2 separate regions of the Oryctolagus cuniculus genome follow, and region 1 is linked to region 2. A link is a contact called in public Micro-C data. All regions are on one chromosome and are shown on one strand. Each heading gives the region's core, a stretch centred on a gene start, on an enhancer-like site or on the middle of the called end of the contact. The rest is flanking DNA. Distances are from core to core; before and after follow the strand shown.

The links. A called contact is a pair of places that touch in the nucleus more often than the background predicts.
Region 1: a Micro-C map of ear pinna shows a contact between it and region 2, with 4 times the contacts expected there. The contact joins the promoter of KDM6B here to the promoter of GABARAP in region 2. A contact is called at or near these places in 2 of 6 Hi-C or Micro-C datasets (ear pinna and an unstated tissue).

What each region holds. Positions count from the first base shown.
Region 1 is chr17:52,381,240-52,388,272 of mOryCun1.1, reverse strand. It overlaps KDM6B (lysine demethylase 6B), which reads right to left and starts at 5,655. Exons shown (of 24, transcript XM_070061364.1): 1 at 5,498-5,655. DNAH2 (dynein axonemal heavy chain 2) reads right to left here. Exons shown (of 88, transcript XM_051825206.2): 85 at 6,996-7,033; 86 at 6,825-6,899; 87 at 6,544-6,694; 88 at 6,081-6,413. The coding sequence ends at 6,259.
Region 2 is chr17:51,845,896-51,853,109 of mOryCun1.1, reverse strand. GABARAP (GABA type A receptor-associated protein) reads left to right here and starts at 3,475. Exons shown (of 4, transcript NM_001082142.1): 1 at 3,475-3,592; 2 at 4,148-4,226; 3 at 4,362-4,480; 4 at 4,901-5,306. The coding sequence starts at 3,503. The coding sequence ends at 4,966. CTDNEP1 (CTD nuclear envelope phosphatase 1) reads left to right here. Exons shown (of 8, transcript XM_002718814.5): 4 at 118-189; 5 at 574-690; 6 at 816-927; 7 at 1,394-1,478; 8 at 1,765-2,391. The coding sequence ends at 1,825. It overlaps PHF23 (PHD finger protein 23), which reads left to right and starts at 6,084. Exons shown (of 5, transcript XM_017348879.3): 1 at 6,084-6,365. The coding sequence starts at 6,332.

The sequences.
Region 1 (7,033 bases), core at 4,406-6,905, 530 kb before region 2:
CCAGGGAGCTGCTATTTCTGACCTGAGAAAGGCCCCCACACACCGGCCCAAGGTGGTGCTGAGCTGCAAGCTAGGGAGGCCAGGCGGGCAAGGGGACTGAGCTGCAGGCTGGAGGCCTCCAGGCCTCCCCTCCAGGACCAGGAGGCTCAGAATGTGGGACCCGCGTGTTTGTGTGTGTGTGTGTGTGTGTGTGTGTGGTATACTCTGTAGAATTTTGTTATGTGGTTGTGTTGGGGGGAGGGGACACTGGGGAGGGTCTAGCCTAAAGACAGGGGACTGGGCAGACCTTAGGACACACCAACAGGGGCAGTGAGGGGCTGCCAAAGAGGTCAGAGGGGTGTGTGAGGGGTGTCTGGACACTCGAGTGGGGGAGGGGCCAACAGCCATTTAAAGGGCCAGCCCCAGAGCTTTAATCCCTCACCAGCCCTGGCCCCAAAGCCGGAGGCTGTAATTCATCTGTCCAACAGCTGGGGTGGGTGTGTGTAGGGGGGGGCATGTGGACGGGAAGAGGGAGCTGGGGGAGGGGCTGGGGCTTTCTAGTGCACAGAGCCAAACAACAAAAGGAGAAGCTGCAGGGCCAGCTCCGAAGTGTCTAGGCCAGCTTGCCGACCTGGGACCTGCCGGTGGTCCCCACCTGGTGGCCGGCAGGCTCTGTAGTTTGGACTCAAGAATTCTTGGCTAAGCAGTCCATGGACGCGAAGGTGGAGCATTGGAGGAAGCGCAGGCTGAGTACCCCTGCAGGCCAGCTGTCACCCTCCTCACAGCGTCCCAGCCACAGCACCACCCCAGACCTGGCAGGCCAGGCAACAGACTCAGCCTCCGGCCTCCGAAGCTCTGCTCACCAGCCAAGCCCCCGCAGACATGCCTGCCGGCTCCCCCCTCCTGCTGGCCACAGGGTGGCAGCGGCCACACCGAGGCTGTCCCTTTAAATCATTACCACCCCTGATTGTGTGGATGAACCAAGGGCCCTGCCCCCCAGGCAGGCGGCATGCCACCTCCCCCCTATGAGTCCCCAGAAATGTGAGGGCCATTTAAAGGGACCACAGAAAGGTAGCCGGGTCTCTAACTGCCCCCCACCCAAATCCTCCACACATAGCCCCTTTCCCCAGCGACACACAGCCCCGTGCCCCTCCAGAGGGCCCCCCAAATTCCGGCTTTCTCCCCACCCCTAGAGACTGCTAGAAGGAGAAAGGGGGCCAGAGTTGGGGAGGGGGCAGGGAACTGGGGGGACTGAGAAAAGGACAGGGACTCCCTCCTCCCTCAGAGCCCCAGGGGACAGGTCGGAAGGGAAGCAAGATCCCAGAGAAGCAGAAGACAGAGCCCCAAAAGGTGCCTTGGGCAGACCTGGGGCGCACAGGCTGTCGGGCGAGGAGAAGCCAGTCAGGCTGCACGAGACGGCGGCGCGGCCAGCGGGCGACAAGCCCGAGTCGGGGCGATGGAACAAGGAGGGCCAGGGACCGGAGGCAAGGCCGGGACGGCGGGGAGACGGAGCCGGGGAAGGGGTTCATCCGGGAGGGTGTGGAGGAAAACCAGAGCGGGGAGGGCCAGCCAGGCCAGGGTTACCTGCTGGGTGTCTGTCCCCCGGCGGTGCCCCCAGAGTCCGGGTAGGGAGGGGGGGAAGCAGCAGGGGGGGGAGTGGGGGCTGGGGGGGCGGGGGAGACGGTCCCTCCTCTGCCTCCTGGGCCTGCCCCGGCGCTTGCAGCCTCTGCCTCCCTCCCTCCTCCTCCCCGTCCCTGAGTCCCGGAGTCAAACAAAGAACTGTAGCAGGCTCTCCCCAACCCCCTCCCTCCTCCTCCTCCTCCTCCTCCTCCTCCTCCTCCACCTCCTCCTCCTCCTCCTCCTCCTCCTCCCCTCCCTCCCTCCCCACCAGCAAGCTCCCTCCTCCTCCCTTCCGGTTTCTTCCTTTAACTACCCGCCGCCCCCTCAGCCCCCAGCACTAGTCTCTCTCCACCCCCCCCCCACCCCAGCCTTTTACACACCCTCAGCCTGGCCCTGTCCCCGCTAGGCAAACTGTGGAGTCCCTTTGCAAAATGAAAGGCTCCAGACAGCTACATGGGAGGGGACTGGGGTCTTGCTTCAAAATCGCCAACCACAACACAATTATTTTATAATTCGCAGCCAAAGGAATAATCTTAGCTATTTCTTCTCCAAGAGGGGGAAAAATAATCCTAAAGAAAGCAATGCAAATCTAACTAAAGCCTTCATCAAATAAAGTGCACAAAACAGTCCAAGTAATCCCCAGGCCACTCTCACCTCCACGTTACACAAACTAAGGTCATGGCTACTTTGGAACAGGCCCCCAACTACAGTAAAAATAATAACACCTTCCGGTAGTAACTACAAACGTTCACTCACTTTCACTGGGTGCCAGGTACTGTGCTAAGTGCTTTGCATACATTACCTTTTCCCCTCCTGTCTGCCGGGAAGCTAGGTATTGATATTTAAATTTTCCAGATTAAGAATTAGGAGGGGTTGTGACCTGTTCAAGTCCCAATAGCCACAAAGTGGCAGAGCTGGGATTAGAATCCAGGTCTGACCTGACCCGCCTTTGACATACTCTAAGGAAGACAAAACTGATTTTTTCTAGCATCAGCCCCAATCCCGGTACTTAACACAGTGGGTCCTGGTTCTTCCTTCCCCAGGTGGGATGCCACAAACTGGTCCACCCACCTACTCAGAATAAAGACCTGACTTCCCAGCCTAAGGGTGCTCCCCGGCCCTTTCCCTCCCTGTTGGTGGGGAGGAGGCATGATGAAGGCACAGTCAGCACGGGCAGGTGTCCGGTGAATCTCCCACCCCACGCACAGCTCTGTTCCTGGGGCTGGCTCTCGGGCACCTACTCCCGCTTCAGCAGGACACCCGGCCACCGCAGCAGGTGGGAAAGGAAAAAAAAGACTGCTGGAGGCTCTTCCAAGGGGGAGGAGGCTTGCCCGGGGACGCCTTCCTGTGCCAACCTAGGGCAGAGTGACCCAGGGCTCTCAACCAAGCCAAAGGGCAAAGTCTCTCTCGGCCACACCGCAGCTGTGACCCTCCCTCTCACAAAACTCCAGGCCGGGCTTTCCCACCTGCAGGATGCTAAGGCCAAGGGAAGGGAGAAGGGAAAGAGACGGCACGGGTCTGGAACTGGACTCGGGACAGAGGTGGGAGGGAATGGAAGGGGGAGGAGACCTCATTGCCTGGCAACCGTCCCGGGGCACGTGCACGGGTGACATCATCCCCGGCCACCTCTAACACAGACCTTTGACCCCTGCGGGGCGGAGGAGGGCGGCTGGCGGAGCTTCCTGGGAAATAGCGTCAGGAATTCTGGGAACCGAAAAAGGGGACGCGGGAGGGGACCCAGGCGTCCTGCCTGCTGCCCCCCAGTGCGAGTTCAGTCCCAGAGACTCGGGGCTCGCGCCTGCCTCCTGCCCCCCGCCTCCGGGGCTGACCTCCCAACCCACATTTCTGACGAGAGCCCCGACACGACACGCCCCTCGGAGATACTGTGCCTTCTCTCCCGTGGGCGAGATCTCCGGCCGGGGACGGGAGCCGGGGCAGCGGACCCCGCGGGGCTCCGTCTCCTGTCCGCGGGATCCCCCGAGTCCCAGCCGGCCGCCAGCCGGAATCTGTCTGGGTCCCCAACTCTGCCGCCCCTCCCTGCGCCGTTCCAGGGCGGAGTCTGTGGAGTTGAAACCAGGACACGGCGAGAGGAAGTTATATAACCCGGGAGAAGCGGAGAGGGGCGAGTGGATACGGGGACAGCCAGCCCGGTCGGAGCCAAGGAAGGTGCACCGCACACCGGGGCCAGCGAGAAGGAAGCGTTAGGCACGGGGTTGGGGGCGTTTAGTCCACATCGAGGCGCCTGAGCAGTCCGGGGTTCCCCCCACAGTGTCCCCCCTCCTTGGGCCCCCGCCCCCAGCAGCGGCAGCAGCCGGGCCCGGCGGTGAAGCCTCGGCAAGGGGCACCGGTACCCTCTCCCTTTCTCTTGGGGAAGCAACCTAAGCCGGAGCCGCGGAAGGCAGCGGCTGAGCAGATGGGGCCGGAAACCGCAGCTCCGCCCAGCCCACCTGGGAGCGTGGGGCGCCAGCTGGGGAGGGGGCGGGGGACGGCGGGGAACAGGTAGCCGACCCTCCCACTCGAGATTGGGCATTAATAGTCAAGACCTCAGGAGAAACCGGAGACGAACCGTGTCGTCCGGGTCCGGAGGGGCAGAGCAGCGCAGCGCAGCTCGGGACTAGTTTGCAAACACCGATTTGGGGCTGGGGGCGGGGGAGCACCCGACTCGCCGCGCAGGCGCAAGGGGGGGGTGCGCTCGGGCGCGTGCGGTGGAAAGGGTGGGTGCGAGCGTGTGGGAGTGCACGTGCGGGTCCCGGGCTGCTACCTCCTCCCGTCCTCATCCTCATCTCCTCCCCTCTTCCTGTCGCTCTACGATGCCCTCTCCCCATTGGCTGCCCGGGCCTTGATGTCAGGGGCGTCTGCTGGAGCTGATTGGGCGGACGGGAGCGTTCGGGAATCGGCTCCCGAGTCTGGCTCTCCAGTTACTCGGGCAACGGGGCAAGCAACCCCCGGGAGGCGGAGGAATGAGCCGCGCCTGTCCCTGCGCGCGCTCCGGGCTGCCCGAGTCCATCTCTGCCGCCTGCCCGCCTTCCTGTCAGGTTGCTTCCCGGTAGCGGGAACCAGGCGAGCTGCCCTCGGTCTGCCCGGCCCCCATTCCGTCCACCCCCACAGCAGACGGGAAGCGAATCTACGTTGCTTAGTAACCACCTCGCGCGTCCCCCTCCGGCCGTGAGAGATGGACGCGGAGTCCCCAGCGCCCTCACCACCTGTGCCCTCCCGCCCACAGTTTCCAGTGCGGGGCCTCAGCCCAGGGCGCGGCAGTGGGCTGCAGCGGCCTTCCCTGTCGCATCTCCCACCCCGTGCGCCTGCGGGCTTCGGGCGCAAGTCTCGTCCTCGCCATCTCGCGGCTAGGCTGGGGAGGTTCCCCGTGAAGGGCCCGAGCCGGGGAGTCAGGGCGGCCCTGGGGGTGCGGGGCCCGGCAAGGCGAGGCCGGGGGGTGGGGGACCAGGGACCAAGGCTCCCGGCGGGGAGGTCAGGGCTGACGTTATGCACCTCATCTTGGGGAGGGACTGGAGGAAGATTTGACGGTGGCCCCGGGACCGCAGGGCTGTCTGACCACACCGGACCTCAAAGGGCCATCACACTGGCCTCTCTGCGAACTCTGCCCTTCAGGCAGGACCGCCGTGCCCCCAGGGGGAATCCCAGCCTAGCGGGCCTGGGAGTCCTTTCAGGCCCCTCTTGACCTCCAGAACCTAAGACATCTGCCTCCACCGGGTCCCCCACTCCTGCCCGGCTCGCCCCTAGGGGACCCGGATGTCCTGAACCCCGATCTTCTTCCTAGTGCCCCTCCGGAGACCCCAACGTCCCTTCCCGGCTCTCCCCCTCCTGCGACTCTGGCGTCCCGCCCCCTTGCACGGAGATGGTTTCCCTCTTTCCAGACGCCCTCGCGGCTCCCCGTTACCTGCTTCCGGGGGGGTCCCAGGTGTTCGGGTTCCCCAAGGTCTCCCAGGGGGTCGAGCGGCCCCCCCTCTCCCAGGCCGGGGCTGGGGGGGCCGCTCCGCCCCGTGGCGCAGTTGGATTTTCCAACACAAACACCGCTCCCCCCGCTGCTCAGCCCCGCCCCCTTCCCGAGGTCCCGCCCCTCCGCCCAAGTCCCCCCCTTCGGCCCCGCCCCTCTTTCTGCGGGTGGTGCTTGTCTCAGCGCTGGTGCCGTGTGGGATGCCCGTGTGGGGTGCCGGGTGCGGGGCGCAGGGTACGGGGTGTTCCCCCGATCCCCGCCCGACAGGCCCCGGCTTGGTTTGGATCACGCGCTCTTCCAAGTCAAGCCCCGCCCACCCACTCGAGTCCCGCCCCACGGTGTGGCCGCACCCTCTTAGGGCCCCACCGCCCTGCCCATCGCTGCAAGGCCACGCCCCCTGTCTCAAGGCCGCCCCGTTTCCTGTGCTGTTTCCCCAGTCTCGCAGCAGCTCCCCAGTAGTTTCGGGGTGGCCGGGGCTTCCGCTCTCCCTGACCCCACCATCCCATTGAAAGACGCAGAGCTGTGGTCGCGGCTGTTTGCACCGAGCTGCGGTGCAACTCTTCCAACCTTTATGGCTAAGCACAGCGGTGGCCCCGGGGCCCCTCACACGCCAAACCCGGCCACAGCCTATGCCCCGGTGAGGTCCAGCCCCAGCTGCTGGAGTCACCGACTCTCTCTTGCGGGGAAGGGAGGCGGGGGCCGCCTCAGTTGTCCAGGCTCATGAGCAGAGCAGTGCCCCTCTTGATCCAGTGATCCGAGGACATGGCTCCAGACCGGAGGTCGATGCCGATGACGAAGGACGCTCGGTCGGAGCTGCCCGCCCGGTTGGGATAGTAATAGCAAGGGCAGGAGTACATGCCTGGGGGGAGGCAGAAGAGCAGGAGTCAGACTCCAGGGGCCTCTGGGAGAACAAGACAGGGGCAGGTGTGCGGGGCTGGGGCAGAGAGTGGGTTAGGATCCAATGGGGGGGGGGGGGCGGGCAGTCCCACCCTTGGCACTCTTCTTGCGGCTCTCTGCTGGCCGGAAGTGGATGGTGGGCATGAGGCAGACCAGTTGCATGGGCTCGGCCTCCACCAAGCAGGAGTTCTTCCGATCCCAGCCGGCACCTTCCAGGTACAGACCACGAACCCAGGCACCGTCCTGAGGGGGCAGGTGGGGAACTTGTCGCCTCTCTCCTCCCCTCTTGTCCAGTTACTTGCCACTTTGGCCTCCCAGCACCCTCCGTCCAGACCCTCTTCTGCCCAGGGCCCCCGGCACATCCGGCTCCCACCTTGGGTGGGTACACGAGATTGCTGTCGTCCACGGTGGAGACGATGAACTCCCAGGAGAGGCTGTCCACTGAAATCTGGGGTGTGAAGTGAGCGTGAGGGAGGGCCCCGGAGCCCGCAGCCTGTGCCCGTCCCCGGCATCCGCGCCCCCTCCCACGGGCCACGTGGCTCACGTTGTTTTGGCGAGCTGAGGCCTGCAGCACAGCGGTGA
Region 2 (7,214 bases), core at 2,226-4,725:
TCCCGCAGTCCAGGGCCTCTGGTTCCCATCCCCTGGCACCAGGGTCAGCCGGGAGGAGGGTGGGAGGCCCAGGCTGCCTGTGCTCAGGTCTCCTTCCCGCATCCCCTTCCTCTGCAGGTGGTAATAGACAAACACCCTGTTCGGTTTTTTGTACATAAGAGGCCTCACGTGGATTTCTTCTTAGAAGTGGTGAGTTTGTGGGAGCTAAAGGAAACTCTGAGGAAGGAATGGTTGGAGGGCTCTAGGATTCGGGGGGGCGGGGTTTGGAGGTGGGAGTGAGGAGAAATGGATCAGATCGGTTTTGGAGAGGGGTGGTTGTGAGTAGCGAGGGGATGGCTGTCAGAAGCTTGGGTCCATTTGTCGCGGTTAGATTCCGTTCTTCCCTGGACCTGCTGCTCCTCTGTTTCTGCCTCTGAATCGTATGGGTAGACAGTGACATTGGAGGTTTGGAGGGTGGTCGGAATTTTTTGTGCCCAGATGGACAGACTAGTGTGGTGTCCTGGGGAAAGAGAACCGTGGGTCTGAAAGGAATGAACACCGCATACAACATCTCCCTTTGTCCTCATCCATCAGGTGAGCCAGTGGTACGAGCTGGTGGTGTTTACAGCAAGCATGGAGATTTACGGCTCTGCCGTGGCAGATAAACTGGACAATAGCAGAAGTATTCTCAAGAGGAGATACTACAGACAGGTAAGGACTGGAATCCAGGTCCGAGTGAGACTTGGGAGGCAGGCCATCAGGGAGGGTGTGGATTTGAGGCCCTCTCCCTGGACGGGGCGTGGGGCAGGCACACTACATAATCCCCTGCCTTCCAGCACTGCACTTTGGAGTTGGGCAGCTACATCAAAGACCTCTCTGTGGTCCACAGTGACCTGTCCAGCATTGTGATCTTGGATAACTCCCCAGGGGCTTACAGGAGCCATCCAGGTAGGTGGTGAGTCTGGCAGCGCCAGGGTATGGTTCTGAGGAGGTATTGTGAATGCAGAGAATTTGGAGGCTGGAGATCCGGACCTCGGTCCTGGAGAGCTGAAATTGCCTGGTTGATCCTAGATCTAAACGTGTATCTGTCTGAATGCAAGTTGTCCTCTATTTCAGATAAGAACCCCCCTTCCCATATGTCATCTCATAAATCTGACTTCTCACATTTGTTGTAAGTGAGGCACAGTAGCAATAAGTTTGACTAGAAACCTCACACTGGTATGTGATCTGGTGGTTAAAATCCCATTCGATTTTGGAGGATAAGTCAGGAAGGTTTTATTTAGGTTGTTGATTTTGGGATGAGGGAGGTGTGTGTTCATAAGTAGCGATTCCTCCTTGTCCCGCCGATATGAAGAGACAAATACGGTCTCTCTTGAATCTTGCGTTTTTCCTCATCTGCATCTTCTCACCCTAGACAATGCCATCCCCATCAAATCCTGGTTCAGTGACCCCAGCGACACAGCCCTTCTCAACCTGCTCCCAATGCTGGATGCCCTCAGGTGAGGGAAGGGGGCTCCAGACGGTTGGTTTCCCAGGGAAGGAGGCGGTGGGAGAGCCCGAGAGGGCATACAAAGTCTGTTTCAGCATTTGGACCCAGGATTTCTTATTTATTCCCCAACTTGTCATGTTTAGCCTTTGGGTTTTGGGCAGATGGAACCCATCTCCTCTTGAGAAGTTGATGGCAAATTCTGTCCCACATCTCCAGTGAGGCCATGGTGCACTGGCGCTGTGAGGACGGGAGCTGTAAAGGAGGCACTCTGCTAACACACGTGATTGTCACCCTAGGTTCACCGCTGACGTCCGCTCCGTGCTGAGCCGAAACCTTCATCAACATAGGCTCTGGTGACAGCTGCTCCCCCTCCACCTGCATTGGGGTGGGGGGGAACGGGAGGGCGAGCCCTCGGGATGCTGTCGGATGCCCTGTCCAATGTGAGGACTGCCTGGGCAGGGTGTGCCCTTCCCACCCCTCGCTGCCCTCGGAGTCTGGATGGACACACGGGCCAGGCTTCCAAGCAGCCTCACTCAGTTCACGGTCACACTCCATGGAAACCCAGACTGGGACAGGCCGAGGCCTAGGAGAACCGAGCCGTGTCTGGTGGAGACAGGACTGGCCAGAGAGACAGACATACCGTGCGTGACCCAGGAGGCTCAAAGAGAAGCCGAGTCAGCTTTGCTGTGATTTGATTTTTTTTAAAACTCTTGTACAAAACTGATCTAATTCTTCACTCCCGCTTCAAGGGCTGGGCTGTGGGTGGGAGACTGGGGATTTGGGTCACTGGATCTCCCCTAATTTACCCTTCCCTTACTTTCCTTCTATTTTTCTCTCCCTAGATTCCTCAGACCTGTAACCAACTTTATCTCTTTTTTTCCTTTCCTCTCTTTTAAACCATGCATTATAACTTTGAAACCAAAGCTGCCCTAGATCCTTCTCTGGGGTTCCGGGAACTGAAGGGAGGGGACAGAGGGGTAAGACACGGCTGTATCCCAGGGCAGGAGAGACCTGGGCGCTGAGCACCGGATGGCGCGGTGAGCCGGGTGACAAGATGGGCGGCGCAGGACGCCGGCGAGCGGAAGCGCCCCCGAGCAGTAGGCTATAGGAGAGGAAAGGAGAAACCCGGGGCCCTAAAGGGCATGGAACTGGACAAAGACCAGGGTTCGCCCGGGGACTGAAGCAGATAAGCTCAGCGGGCGCTGCCCCCGCACCTCGCTGACGCAGGCGGCGCCCGAGCCCGCCCCGCGCGCCCCGGGCGGCCGCGCCTCCCGAGCCGGCCCTACTTCTCCACTCGCCACGTGACGCTCCGCCCTTCTCTGAGATCACATGATTGTGCAGTTGCACACCCTGAAGGTGTTCCTCCGCCCTGGCCTAGTCCTTGCTTTTCGGCCCTCCTCTAGTCCCCACTGGCCCACTCATTCCTGAAGCCCAAGTATTTTATACATGCGTCCAAACATCGGTTTCTTTTCTCCACTCTTACTTCCGGAGATTCGCCGCCGCTTGGGTACTACTTTGTTTTGGTGTCAACGGCCGCCTTCAGCGTAGCGGCAGGTTCTGTGAATAGCTGTCCTTGAAATTGCTCTTCCTCTACGCTATTTCCGAAAAGAATGTCTGCGGAGTCAAGTCTTGTATCCTGGGCACCCCCACTACCCTTCGCCCCCAGCTCCCGAGAGGGGAAGGTTGGGGAATGGGTTTCAATTATTTGCGGCGGGAGTAAAAGCCCACCAGCTTCGCTGCGTCGCCTGCGTAGCTGGCAAATTAATTCCAAAGCGATTACGCTGATAGCGTAAGCGGCGGTCAGTGGGTGGCGCTACGCCAGCTGCGTTGACGCCGCTGAGCTACTGGCGTATCTTAGCAGTTAGGGCGGCCCCTGATGGTCGGGGGCGGGGTTGGTGAATAGGGAAGTGGCGCAAATCCGTGGATCGCTCCGCCGCGTCTGCCCGCGTCGCCTCCGTCGCCGCCGCCCCCCGTCCCGGCCCCCCCTCCCTGGCTTCCCTCTTCCCAGCCCGGTCCAGCCCGGTTCCCGGGAGGATGAAGTTCGTGTACAAGGAGGAGCATCCGTTCGAGAAGCGCCGCTCTGAGGGCGAGAAGATCAGAAAGAAATACCCGGACCGGGTCCCGGTGAGGAGAGTGGCGGGGGCGCGGGGCGCGGGGCGCTGATGCTGACGCCACAGCCTGAGCTTGGGTTCCGGACGGGCAGCAGCGGGCTCAGGCTGCTGGCCACGGCGGGGTTGGGAGCGAGCCTGAAATGGATGTCCCTGAGAGCGGGAGCGAAAGGACCCGGGGAGTGGGAGAAGTGGAAGCAAGAAGACGTGGGGCAGGAGAGAAGAACCTTGGCATTCGTGAGTGGAGGCCTTAGGGGGCTTGACAGCCCGAGCTTCCTGGGGCCATCCCCCCACTTGGCGAAGTCTGTGGGTCCGGACGAGTCCTGCCCGTCTGGGGAAGAAAATTGTTTATTGTGACGCCCTATTCGGGGCTCGTCCCGAATGTTAGGGTGAGCTCAGGCCAGTGGGGCGAGGATCTCTGGACTCAGGGCTGCCCCATGTATGCAGGGACAAGAGGAAGGGAGTCTGGGGTAGGTTTAGGGACTGCTGATGTTGCTGCTTGAGTTCCTGACAGGTGGAGCAGCCGGGCGGTGTTCCTCATGTGTCCCCATTTTCCCCTTCCCGATATCAGGTGATAGTAGAAAAGGCTCCCAAAGCTCGGATAGGAGACCTGGACAAAAAAAAATACCTGGTGCCTTCTGATCTCACAGGTGGGAACCTGGTGGCCCCTGGGTCTGCTTCCTGTGGGTGGGAGTTGAGCTTCTGGGAGGCGGCTCCACTTAGCAGCTGTTCATAGGAGGGCAGTTATGACCCTGTGACTCTCTTGTTCCTCGTATGTTTGGTAGTCGGTCAGTTCTACTTCCTGATCCGGAAGCGAATTCATCTCCGAGCTGAGGATGCCTTGTTTTTCTTTGTCAACAACGTCATTCCACCCACCAGTGCCACCATGGGTCAGCTCTACCAGGTATGGTGTCTCGGAAGGAGTAGGGCTTTGGACTGAGGAGTTCTGAACGGGAGAGCTTGAGGGGGAAGATGTGTCGGGTCAGCAGTTCTTGGATTAGCCGGCGAGCGAGCCTTCACACTTCGTGACAGTCCTGGGGTGGAGATCTGGGACAGAGCAGAGGGAACAGAATAGAAGGAAAGAGCACAGTAAGGGGGAGGAGCTGTCCTGACCAGGGCTCTGCCCCGCTCCAAGGCAGCAGAGAACTCGTTGAGATCTTTTCTGCCCAGGACTGCTGCAGGGATGATCCTCTTGGCTGGAAGGCTTGGCGTCGGGGGGAGGGAGGCACTGGCCTGGGGGCTCTTGCCGGAGAATGGTTCTTGAAGAACGGGAGCAGTGGATGGTCCGAGTAGCTGAAGCCTGCTTTTCTGCTCACACCCCCAGGAGCACCACGAAGAGGACTTCTTTCTGTACATTGCCTACAGTGACGAAAGTGTCTACGGCCTGTGAAGCTGCTGCCCCTGAGGTGGGGGGTCCCCCCTGCCTTGACCTCCCCTCCTCCTCCAGGCTCCAGCACCACCTTCTTTTTCCAGGACCTGCACTTACCGGCGGAGGCTTCCCTCCCACCCTTAGCAGGAGGGGTCATGGGAGCCTCTCCTCTCTCCCCCGTTCTCCACCCGCCTTTCCCACTCTGCTTTAGACTTCTGGATTGTCAGTCTCTGTTGCACCCAGTGATTGTTCTGGTTTCTGTTCCCTTTCTAACTGCCCAAGGGGTTGCGGACCCCAACAATCCCTTCCTTTCACTACCTTCTTTTTTGGGGGTAGATGGAAGGGACTGAAACTGGGGGGGAGATAGGAGGCGCATCAATAAAGAGGAAACCACCAAGCTGAATTCGGCTTCTTGTGTTGATGTTGGGCTTTCCCCTGTCTGCATAAAGTGGGTGCTGTTGCTGTGGAGCGGAATCCTCTGATGTTTTAGGAAGCTGGTTTTGATACACGTGGGCTAGGTCCCGATGTAAGAATCCTATTTTTCACTGTGGGTCCTGTGGAGAAAGTTCTAAAGTCCCTGCTTTAGATAAACACGTCCAAATTCGTATAACATTCTGGATTACAGAAGAGATTTTCGTGTATGCGAGCTGGTAAAAGGACTGACCCCAGCTGCCTGTCCCTTGGCCGGACTTGCGCCGGCTGTGGCATCCAATGGAGTGGAATCCGAGGGACGGAGTCTTTCATCACCGGGAGGACTTCATCTCCCAGCAGCCATTTCTCCGCCTGGCCGGAAGTGGGGCGGTCCCCGAGGGATAAAGAAGGTGCAGATTGAGGCAGTATGGTGGCCGAGAGATCTAATCCCTTCTTCCTCTTCTTTCTTCGTCCCGCCCAGCCTACATTTCCCAGTAGCCCGCGCGCACTCTTCCGCCCTGCCTTCTTGCTCCCAATCTCCCCGCCACTCCCCGGGGGAGGGGAGTGGCCTAGTGCGCCTGCGCCATTGTGTGGGTTGCTGGGAACTGAAGTCCTGAAGGCGCATGTAGTCCCCTTTCCGCGGTCCCCATACGGACTACAACCCCCTGGGTGCATTGCGCGTGGGCGCCGGCGCGGGGAGACGGGGGAGAGAAGAAGAGGGAGGGAGGAGGGAGGGAGGAGAGAGGGGGAGGAGGGAGCAGGCGGCCGGCGGCGCGGGGGGAGGGGGCCCGGTCCGGGAGTGCGGGAGGCTGTGGTAGAGGGAGGTGGCGGCAGCGGCTAGCGGACTGGAGTCTCAACCGGACTGAGGCGGACACTTTTGTGGCGCGAGGCGGAGAAGCACCGAGCACCAGAGGCGGCACCGGGATCCCCGGCTCAGGGGAGGGGGCCGGCGGACCGGGAGGAGGGGAGGGGGCGATGCTGGAAGCCATGGCGGAGCCCAGTCCCGAAGGTGAGCTCTCGACCGGCACACAGCGCGGAGCCGGGGAGGGGGGGGCGGGCGAGGAATCAATTGGCAAACTTGGAGGTCTAGCCCCGGAGCCCAGCGGGGGAGGACCGGGAAGGGTCGGGGGCCTAGCTCTGGAGGTGGGAGAGCGACGAGTTGAGAGACCTTGGAGAAAGGAGTGGGAGACTGGGTTGGGTAGTTGGAGATCAGACACCGTGTGTGTGGCGTGGTGGGGAGGACGGGCGGTAGGAGCCGGGAACCGGCGCTCCGTGGGTTAGGGGTCGAAAGGGCCTCCGTCTGGCTGGGGCCCTGGAGCTGGGAGGCTGGGGGGAATCGGGGGCCGGAGAGTTGTTGAGGAGGGAGGCCGGAGAGGAGGACTGCGTGGAGGGCCCGGTAGTTCTCTGAGGTGGGGGAGTTGGTGGCTGTGGTGCCGGAGCTCCGAGTAGTTGCCGCCGGAGGCAGCCCGGCGATTGTTGGAGGGCGGGCAGGTAGTTGTGGGGGGCAGAGGGGTTCTGGGTATTGTCTGCGTTAGAGGGACCTGTGCCGGGGCAGTTGTGGAGAGAGCAGAGCAGCGAGGCGAGCTGGGGAGTTGTAGGGGGCGGTGGGGCGGGGTGGGGGAGGCGGGCTGGTCGGCGAGGGTTAGAGCCTGGGAGTTGCGGAGGGCGAGGGGGGCCCGGGGAGGTGCCGTGGGGAAGAGTGGCCGGCTGGGGGGAGGGGGCTGGAGTTCAGGGGTCCCGCAGCCCAGGGACTTGGTGAGTCCGGGGGCGGAGGGGGGGGCGGCGGCCGCCGGAGAGAGCTCGGAACAGGGCCCGGGGGCCCGGCGGGGAGCCCGAGGAGCTCGAGACGGGGAGGGGC